Regions from separate parts of the Mus musculus genome. Here regions 2 and 3 are each linked to region 1. A link is a contact called in public ChIA-PET and promoter capture Hi-C data. All regions are on one chromosome and are shown on one strand. The core of a region is the stretch at or near the end of the contact, and the rest is flanking DNA. Distances in the headings are between cores, read along the strand shown. Region 1 holds the start of Kcnn1 (potassium intermediate/small conductance calcium-activated channel, subfamily N, member 1). Region 2 holds the start of Ddx49 (DEAD box helicase 49). Region 3 holds the start of Nr2f6 (nuclear receptor subfamily 2, group F, member 6).

Region 1 (2,581 bases), core at 62-2,561:
TAGCACGGAACAAATGGGGCTTGGTGGCCCAGGCCTATCCTGTCAGGTAGGACCTGAGAGGTAGAGGCAAGATGGCCAGTTCCAGGCCATCCTCAGCTCTATAGTAAGTCTGAGCCTCACAGATATGAAACCCTTTCTAAAACAAAAAGCAAAACAATTCCTGGGTAGGGGGTAGGCAGGGAAGGCCCACAGCCACAGGCTGAGGTGGCCACATGCAGAAGGTTTAGGGGCTGGAGGCAGAACCTGGTGCTCTTGGCCTGTCCCTCTGTGGTGTCTCCTGGAACCTGCTTACATCTATCACCCCAGGCTGGTTCCATCTGGCTCCACCTATGTGGATAGTGCAGATGTGGTCCCCAACACCTGGACTGTCACTCTGTTGGTGGCTCTGCTGGGGCTCAGTGCTGTCACTGCTCCCAGGCCACTTGCTGGCCACACATCTGCCCCTCAGTCCTTCCTGAGGCCCTCTAAACTGCAAAGACATTGGGCCAGGAAGAAGCAGGAGCTGGGTGGCTGGGGTGGGGGTGGGGAGGGGATTAGGGAGGGGATACACACACTCATCGCTCGGCTGCAGGCAAACCTCAGCTCCCCAGCTTGTCAGTAATCACGTGACTGAAGGGGCGGAGACTAGACTCCTTGGTCTCTGGGATGTCTTAGAAGACACCTGAAACTCCAGCACCTTAGGAAGTAGGCTGAGAGGAGGATTTCAGTGAGTAAATTCAAGATCAGCTTTGGCTACAGAGCTATCAAAACAAACAAACAAAACCCAAGACCACAAAAAATGTTGCATGAGCTGGAAAGGGGGGCCCAAAACTGTCCCAGCGCTCAGGAGGTGAAGGGAGAAGGAACAGAACTTCAAGGCCACTCAAGGCTAACCTGGACTCCCTGGTAAGTTCTAGCGCAGCCTGTACTTCACAGTGAGTTTGACGCCAGACTAGGTTATGTGAGACCTTGATTCAAAACAAAAACTTTCATGAGTGAGCTCTGTAAGTTTGGCTTGAATGATGGGGGCAGAGCAGGTTCGGGGGTCTCCCCAGCCCTGATGATTGCAGCTGCCTGGAGCTCTTTCTGCCCGCAAGGCTAATAGGGTTTAAGATCGGGGTCCCTGAGGTGAGCGGGCTTGTCTGTCCCCAGAGATGAGGTCCAGGTGTGCAGGATCACCTGCAATAGCCAGCTGCCTGTGCACAGATGCCCATCACCGGGGTTCTTATTCTTGCCCAGTGCCCAGGAGGGAGCTTTAAGCATGGGCGGAGCCTGCGGGGTCATGGGGGTGGGGCCTGGTGCACTCAGCCAATCCAAGGCGCCGCTCATACGGGGCGGCGCTGCTCCCCCTCCCTGGCCGGTCTCGGCGGGGACGCGCTGGCACGAGGGTCCAGGTCCCCGCCCGCAGGTATTGGCGAGAGGAAGCGGGGGTGAGGGGGCTGGGGGGGCAGTAATAGCGGGTCCCTGGGCTATGCGACTAGGGACGACGCTGGGGATGGTGTTGCCACGCGGTCAGGGGTCAGGGACACAGAAGAGAGGGTGCGCGTGTCCCCCGGTGAGGGAAGATTGCGAGTGGGAGACGCTGAGTCCATAAAGTCCATGCACAAGGATGGATGTGATACGGCCAGTGACATGAGCACTCTTCGGCCACCCTAAACTGAGGTCAAGGTGCTCAGTGACAGCACCTGGGCTGCCAGACTGGCCTTGTAAGCTCCCTGGTAGCCGGTGTGCAAAGGGCAAGCAGAGCCGGGCACCCTGAGGAGTCAGTGAGCCTGGTGAGAAGAGCTCTGGCACCCTTCCTCAACTCCATTTCCCCACCAGCTGCTGGGGAGGCCACCTGACACAGGTCTAGTGTCTTGGGAGTTTCTGTCATGAGCCGTTATCACTGTGGTTCCTACAAGAGTTGTGGGAGGTGGGTGCCTCCTTGAGACTCACAGCAAGGGACACCTATTGATCCGATTTTATTTTATTTTGAGACAGGTTCTCAGGTAGCCCTAGTTGGCCTCAAAGGCCAGGCTAGCCTTGCTGTTTAGCACCTCTTGATAGGTATGTATCACCAGTCCTAGCATGGCGACTTACACCTGCCATCCCAGCACCTGGGGTTTGCCACAGTGCCAACCTGCACTATAGATTGAGAGCCTGTCTCTAAAGTAAATAAATAAAATTACAGAAGACAAGAGAAAACGGACTGAGCTGGTACCCCAGGCTCCATGACAGAAAGCAGCTCTGTCCTCAGCTCACAGCCACTCGGGCAGAGCCAGCCTGGTTCCCTGTCAAGGTCCTGCCCTCAGCCACCGCCAGGCTGTGTCCCTTAGTCTGTGTCTGACTCGGTGCTGGCAGAGGATCCAGGGGCCACCCAACCTCCCTCAGCTTTGCTCTTCTTTTTAAAACCAGAAGAGGTATCCCCCTTGTGCCTGGGGCAACAGACAGTCCTTTTAACTGGAGGCTCAAAACACAGCCAGCCCAGGACTGGTCACTGAGCCCTGCCTGCTCTGCATCTGTCCTGTGCCAGCCAGCCTGCCCAGGAAGAGGCTGTCTCAGGGAACAACATGGCAGCACCTAGGCTTGGCATATGTGTCAGACAGCTGAGTCACAGCCCCAT
Region 2 (2,581 bases), core at 38-2,537, 550 kb after region 1:
CATCGAAGCTGTGCTTTGGCTGTGCACACTATGATCCCAGCACTCCAGAGAGCAGGCATGGCCATCAGGAATTCAGTGCTCTTCAGCAACATGGGGAGTCTGAGGCCAGCCTGGGCTAAAGGAGACTGTCTTCTTTTATAACCAAACTTCCCTTTTGGGGGGAGTGGGGGAGGCGAGGAGGGTACAGTTCAAGACGGGGTTTTTCTGTAGCACCCTGGCTGTCCTGGAAGTCGCTATGTAGATCAGAGTGGTCCAAAACTCAGAGACTTGACTGCCTCTGCCTCTGGGTGCTGGGATTTAAGGCACACCAAGCTACCTCCGGTTTAGGACTATTATTAAGACAGATTACAGTATTACCCGAACTGACCTAGAACTGCTTATGAAGATCAGGCTGACCCTAAACTTACAGAGATCAGCCTCCCAAGTGCTGGAATAGAAGGCGTGCACCATGATGCCTGACTTTAGACACTTAAAAAAGGGGGGCGGGGGGGGTTTAAAAACGAAACAGTAAGAGGTTTTATGATGGAGCTAGTGGCGCACACCTGTCACCTCACCATTACCCTGACTTCAGGTCAGCCTGGGCTATAAAGTGAGCCCCTGTCAATCAACCACCAGAAAGTTGGAAGCTTGGCACAGGGGTGCACACCTGTCATCCTAGCACTGGAGGGGTGAAGACTGGAGGCGCAGGACCTCAAGGTTAGCCTCGGTTACAGAGTAAATTGAAAACCATCCCTAATTATAAGAGAAACCGAGTCCTCGGACCAGAACCTCAGAGCGCGCCGGAAGCTGCTCCGCACGCTGCCCACCTTCACGCGCTGAGCCTCGTTGATGCACTGCTGGTAGCTGCCGATGTAGAAAGCGTTCTTCACGTCGAACAGCTCATCTACCTCTCCGGAGCCGCCAGAGACCGCGCCAGGAACCGGAGGAGCCATGTCACCGCACCTCTAACCAACCTTCTTCTGGGACACGTAGGCCGGAAGCAGGTCCCCGTCGTCAGGAACTCTGGGAAACGTAGTTCTATGGGACAAATCAGAGGCGATGAAAAAGAAACCTTGCAAAGCCTCCCGAGAACTATAGTTCGGATTCCGTCAACAAACACAAGGCCTTCAGAACCAAAACACTGAAAAGCGGTCAAAGCTCGGATTGGTTGAAGGATCTGGAGAGGGTCTCTCCGTGACGTCACATTCCTCCGCCAACGTCCTCTCACAACTTTTCCAGGCCGGACTGCGCCGGGGTGGACGTGACGTAGCATTCACGCGCCGGAAGCACTCATTTCTAGGTTCTCTGCCCGGGTCTGGAGCATGGCGGGGTTCGCTGAGATCGGGTTGTCGTCGTGGCTGGTAGAACAGTGTCGACAGCTGGGGTTGAAGCAGCCCACGCCGGTGCAGCTCGGGTGCATTCCGGCCATCCTGGAAGGTGAGTTCTCGCCTTTCTTTTAATGCCTTTCTTTGCCCGCTCTTCCTTAGCCCCACTTGGGTTCCAGGAATCAGGACAGCATTGAGTGTTTCGGGGACCCTGACCCGCAGCATTGACATTTACGCTGCGACCGACTCGTGTTCATTATCACACAGGTGATGGGTGGCACCTCTTAAGTTTTCGTAGCACCCGAGCATAGGGAGAGATCGGTGAATGACTAAAACATGGCACTGAAAAAAAAAAAGGGTAGAGCTGGCTTTGACGTAGAAGCCGTCAAACTCCAGGTAAAAACCAATGCTCCGTGTTTGTGTCAGTGCTCTTCGACCCAGTTCACTTTTGCCATTAAAGAGGCGTCCTTGGAGCCGGACGTGGTGACTCTCAGTCATCTCAATACTGAGCAGGTGGAAGCAAGAGGATCAGGAGTTCAAGGTGATCCTCAGTTTGGTAGCAAGTTGCAGACCAGCCTGGGCTACCTGAAAATTTGTTTCAAACAAGCAATTATAATAATTGTTGGAAATTAGATAATAACACGTTCAAGGGACTAGTGGAAATGAAACAGTTTTAAATATTCAATTCTGGAGAAAGGGGTACCAGCATAGAGAAAAGGCAAAAATAGCTGGTGTGGTGATTTCAAGCAAGTTTTTGAAGCCTTTCCCCAAATATGGGAAATTCCTGACCTTTTCTTCCATAGACCTGCAGGGCTTTTCCCCTCCCCAAATTCCCCATCCCATTGGTCCATTGGGGCCCCAAGTCTTCTCTAATGAATAGTTTGGGTCTTGAGGCTGCCTCTCTTCTATTCTCTTTTCTTTCTTTTTTTTTTCCCTTGTTTTTTTGTTTTTTTGAGACAGGGTTTCTCTGTATAGCCCTGGCTGTCCTGGAACTCACTCTGTAGAACAGGCTGGCCTTGAACTCAGAAATCTGCCTGCCTCTGCCTCCCAAGTGCTGAAATTAAAGGTGTGCGCCACTACTGCCTGGCTGCCCTTCCTTTCTAATCATGGGCTCAGTCACATAGCAGAGCACCTGTAACTCTCCGAGTCTTAGACTAACTAGGGGAGAGAAGGACCCAGTGCCTCCAACTCATCTGTAGCTCTAGTGAACTGTAAGCTCACCTCGTACTAAAAGCAGACCATACCCATCTATTTCTTACAATAATGAGGGAATGCCC
Region 3 (2,581 bases), core at 47-2,546, 520 kb before region 1:
AAGGACTCGAGAATAGTCCAATCTAGGACTGTTCTCATCCCAAACAACCAACTATGACTCCTAAACTGATTTATCTTCTGGGTCACCCAGGATTTGTCACCACTAAAGCAGGGTCGATTCTAATCAGATTCCTGGGAAGTCCTTGCTCCAGTCTGATTCTAGTTCTTCCTGATTTCTGTATTTGTATTTTCACAAGGTATCCAGGTGGATTCTTCTAGGTACCCAACAGCACAGGGCTGGGTGTACATGGCTAGCGGAAACCTGAACCTCAGTTCCTTTAAGTCCCCTTATGTGAGGGCTCATCTTGTGGGATGATTTTCACAAGGCACAGAAGGGAGGGCACCTTGTCCAGGTTGGCCGCGTTCTCTGGTGTGTCTATACTGGACCCAGGCCTGCATAGGAGGCAGAACAGGCCTGGCCGTCAGAACTCTGACTCAGGGGTGAAAGGTCACCCCAAGAGGGACTTTTCCCTCTGTTAAACGTTAACAGACCTAGAGTCAGGCCTCAATCCCATCTAGGCCTCAAATGTGAAGGGAGCTTAATAAATCCGTGCCCTGGGGGGTCCTGCATACAAAGGGTGCTTAATAAATGCTTGCTCCAGTAGAATTGGAGGGGGCAGGGGCGTGGCGGCAGCTGGGAGGCTCTAGGCGTGGGGGGCTGGACGGGAGGGGGGCTAGACATCTGTGGCCCAGCCGGTCACCAGGCCAAACCCTTTCTGTGAAGAAGAAGAAAAAAAAAAAAAGGAAAGGAAATGAAGAGAGACCCGGACAACAGCCCGGGACTGGCACGCCTTCCGGCCGGAGAGGCGACTGACGCCCAGCCTCTCCCACCCTTGAAGCCTGAAAGGAGAGAGGGGGACCCCTTGACCTAACAGCGCGGACGCCCACCCCCAGACTCCGGACACCAGGTGTTCACCGGAGCGGAGCGCGAGGCGGAGGCGGAGGCGGGGGCGGGCCGCGGAGACTTTGGGGAGGAGGGGGCCGCTCCAGCTGGCAGCCGCGCAGAGCAAAGCGGGGCGCGCGCCTGAGCGGCGGGGGCGTGCCCCCTGCAGATGTCCCCGGGGGGCGCGGCTGCCGGGAGCCGCGCGGAGCTCCCCGATGCCCCGACAGGACTCGCAGGGGTTAAGGCTGCGCGGCCGCGTGGGGGAGGGTCAGCTGCGCGCCCCGCCCCGCCCTCTCGCCGGCCCACGGCTCCGGGCGGCGCGCGGCTACCCCATGCCCTTATAAGGGCGGCCGTCGCCGGGGCAACGAGCGCCCGCCCCCGGCCGCGCCGCGCGCCCCCGCCCCGCCCCCGCCGGCGCCGATGGAACGCGGGTGTCAGGCCGGCCGCAGCGCGGGGCCGGCGGCGAGCGCCAGGGCGAGGCCGAGGCTCGGGCCCAGGCGCAGGCCGAGGCCGGCCGCGCGAGCGCTCGGCGGGGAGACGATCCAGGGAAGGCCGCGGGTCGCACTCTCCACTCAGCTCTATCGCCTGGACCTCTGCGATTACGGCCGGGCGCGCGCGGCGTGCGGGACTCCGGGTCTCCGACGCGCGCTCCCGCCGCCCCTCCCCCCTCGCCGCGTAACTTGCGGCCAAAGTTTCCCCCCGGGCTCGGGGGCGCCCGCGCGCGCTCGGATGGTGAGCCACTAAGTTGGCCTGGGCGGCGGGGCCGGGCCATGGCCCCCGCGACGCTACCGGGTCCCCAGGACTCCGGACCACGGGACCTGGGCGCCCCAGACTCGCGCCTCTAGCGCGCCCCCGTCGACCGCGGGCACGCGTGGGAAAGTTGGCCTGGAACCGGCCCGACCAGTTCCTGCCTGGCGCGCGGACCGGCCGCAGGAAGTTGCCGCAAAACTTTTTTCAGGGGGGTGTGCGACCGGAGCCCCCCGAGAGCGCGGGCTGCATGCGCCCGGGGTAGCCGGGTCCCTCTCGGGTCGCCAGGCGTGCCCAGAGGGGACGGACTCGTCCCGGGGCGTACCGGCCCCGCTGTCTCCGGGGCTATGGCCATGGTGACCGGTGGCTGGGGCGACCCCGGAGGCGACACGAACGGCGTGGACAAGGCTGGTGGGAGCTACCCACGCGCGACCGAGGACGATTCGGCGTCACCTCCCGGGGCGACCAGCGACGCGGAGCCGGGCGACGAGGAGCGTCCGGGGTTGCAGGTGGACTGCGTGGTGTGCGGGGACAAGTCCAGTGGAAAGCATTACGGCGTGTTCACCTGCGAGGGCTGCAAGAGTTTCTTCAAGCGCAGCATCCGCCGCAATCTCAGCTACACCTGCCGGTGAGCCCCACGCGCGGCCACCGAGCTGGCCCGGACCTGCTCGGTCACCTTGGGCCTGGCGCTGACCTTCCCCACACCCGCATTCCTGCCCCAGACCACGGGTTCGGCCCTAGTGGAGTTGGTGATACATGCGTGCAGGTGCTCCCCCTCTCCTCCCCCGCGCAGGTGGTCTTTGCTCTTGTCCTCCTGCTCTGGAGAGAGCTGGTTCTGCTAGACAGGGAGGGCTCGGGAGTGCTGTCAGGAGTGAGGACCCTCTTTCCAGCCCCCAGTGCCCCCTTTCTCGTGGGGGCCCGTCACGCGTGGTGCCTCGCGGGAATCAGAGGT

Evidence for each region. Promoter capture Hi-C pulls out the DNA fragments that hold promoters and counts their contacts. ChIA-PET counts read pairs in DNA pulled down with a chosen protein or histone mark.
Region 2: a contact with region 1 is called in an RNA polymerase II ChIA-PET map of memory CD8 T cells, with 10 read pairs. The contact joins the promoter of Ddx49 here to the promoter of Kcnn1 in region 1. A contact is called at or near these places in 1 of 39 promoter capture datasets (pre-B cells), 1 of 484 Hi-C or Micro-C datasets (embryonic stem cells) and 1 of 115 datasets of contacts at active chromatin or transcription factors (memory CD8 T cells).
Region 3: a promoter capture Hi-C map of embryonic stem cells shows a contact between it and region 1, with 8 read pairs. The contact joins the promoter of Nr2f6 here to the promoter of Kcnn1 in region 1. A contact is called at or near these places in 14 of 39 promoter capture datasets (the C10 cell line, cranial neural crest, embryonic stem cells and 9 more), 1 of 484 Hi-C or Micro-C datasets (embryonic stem cells), 20 of 115 datasets of contacts at active chromatin or transcription factors (the 230-238 cell line, bone marrow-derived macrophages, craniofacial prominence and 15 more) and 4 of 9 other capture datasets (adipose tissue, liver, macrophages and 1 more).

The regions. Positions count from the first base shown.
Region 1 is chr8:70,855,738-70,858,318 of GRCm38.p6, reverse strand. Kcnn1 (potassium intermediate/small conductance calcium-activated channel, subfamily N, member 1) reads left to right here and starts at 1,311. Exons shown (of 10, transcript NM_032397.3): 1 at 1,311-1,387.
Region 2 is chr8:70,301,158-70,303,738 of GRCm38.p6, reverse strand. It overlaps Ddx49 (DEAD box helicase 49), which reads left to right and starts at 1,287. Exons shown (of 13, transcript NM_001024922.2): 1 at 1,287-1,416. The coding sequence starts at 1,302. Cope (coatomer protein complex, subunit epsilon) reads right to left here and starts at 972. Exons shown (of 10, transcript NM_021538.2): 1 at 807-972. The coding sequence starts at 932.
Region 3 is chr8:71,380,667-71,383,247 of GRCm38.p6, reverse strand. Nr2f6 (nuclear receptor subfamily 2, group F, member 6) reads left to right here and starts at 1,296. Exons shown (of 4, transcript NM_010150.2): 1 at 1,296-2,257. The coding sequence starts at 1,977.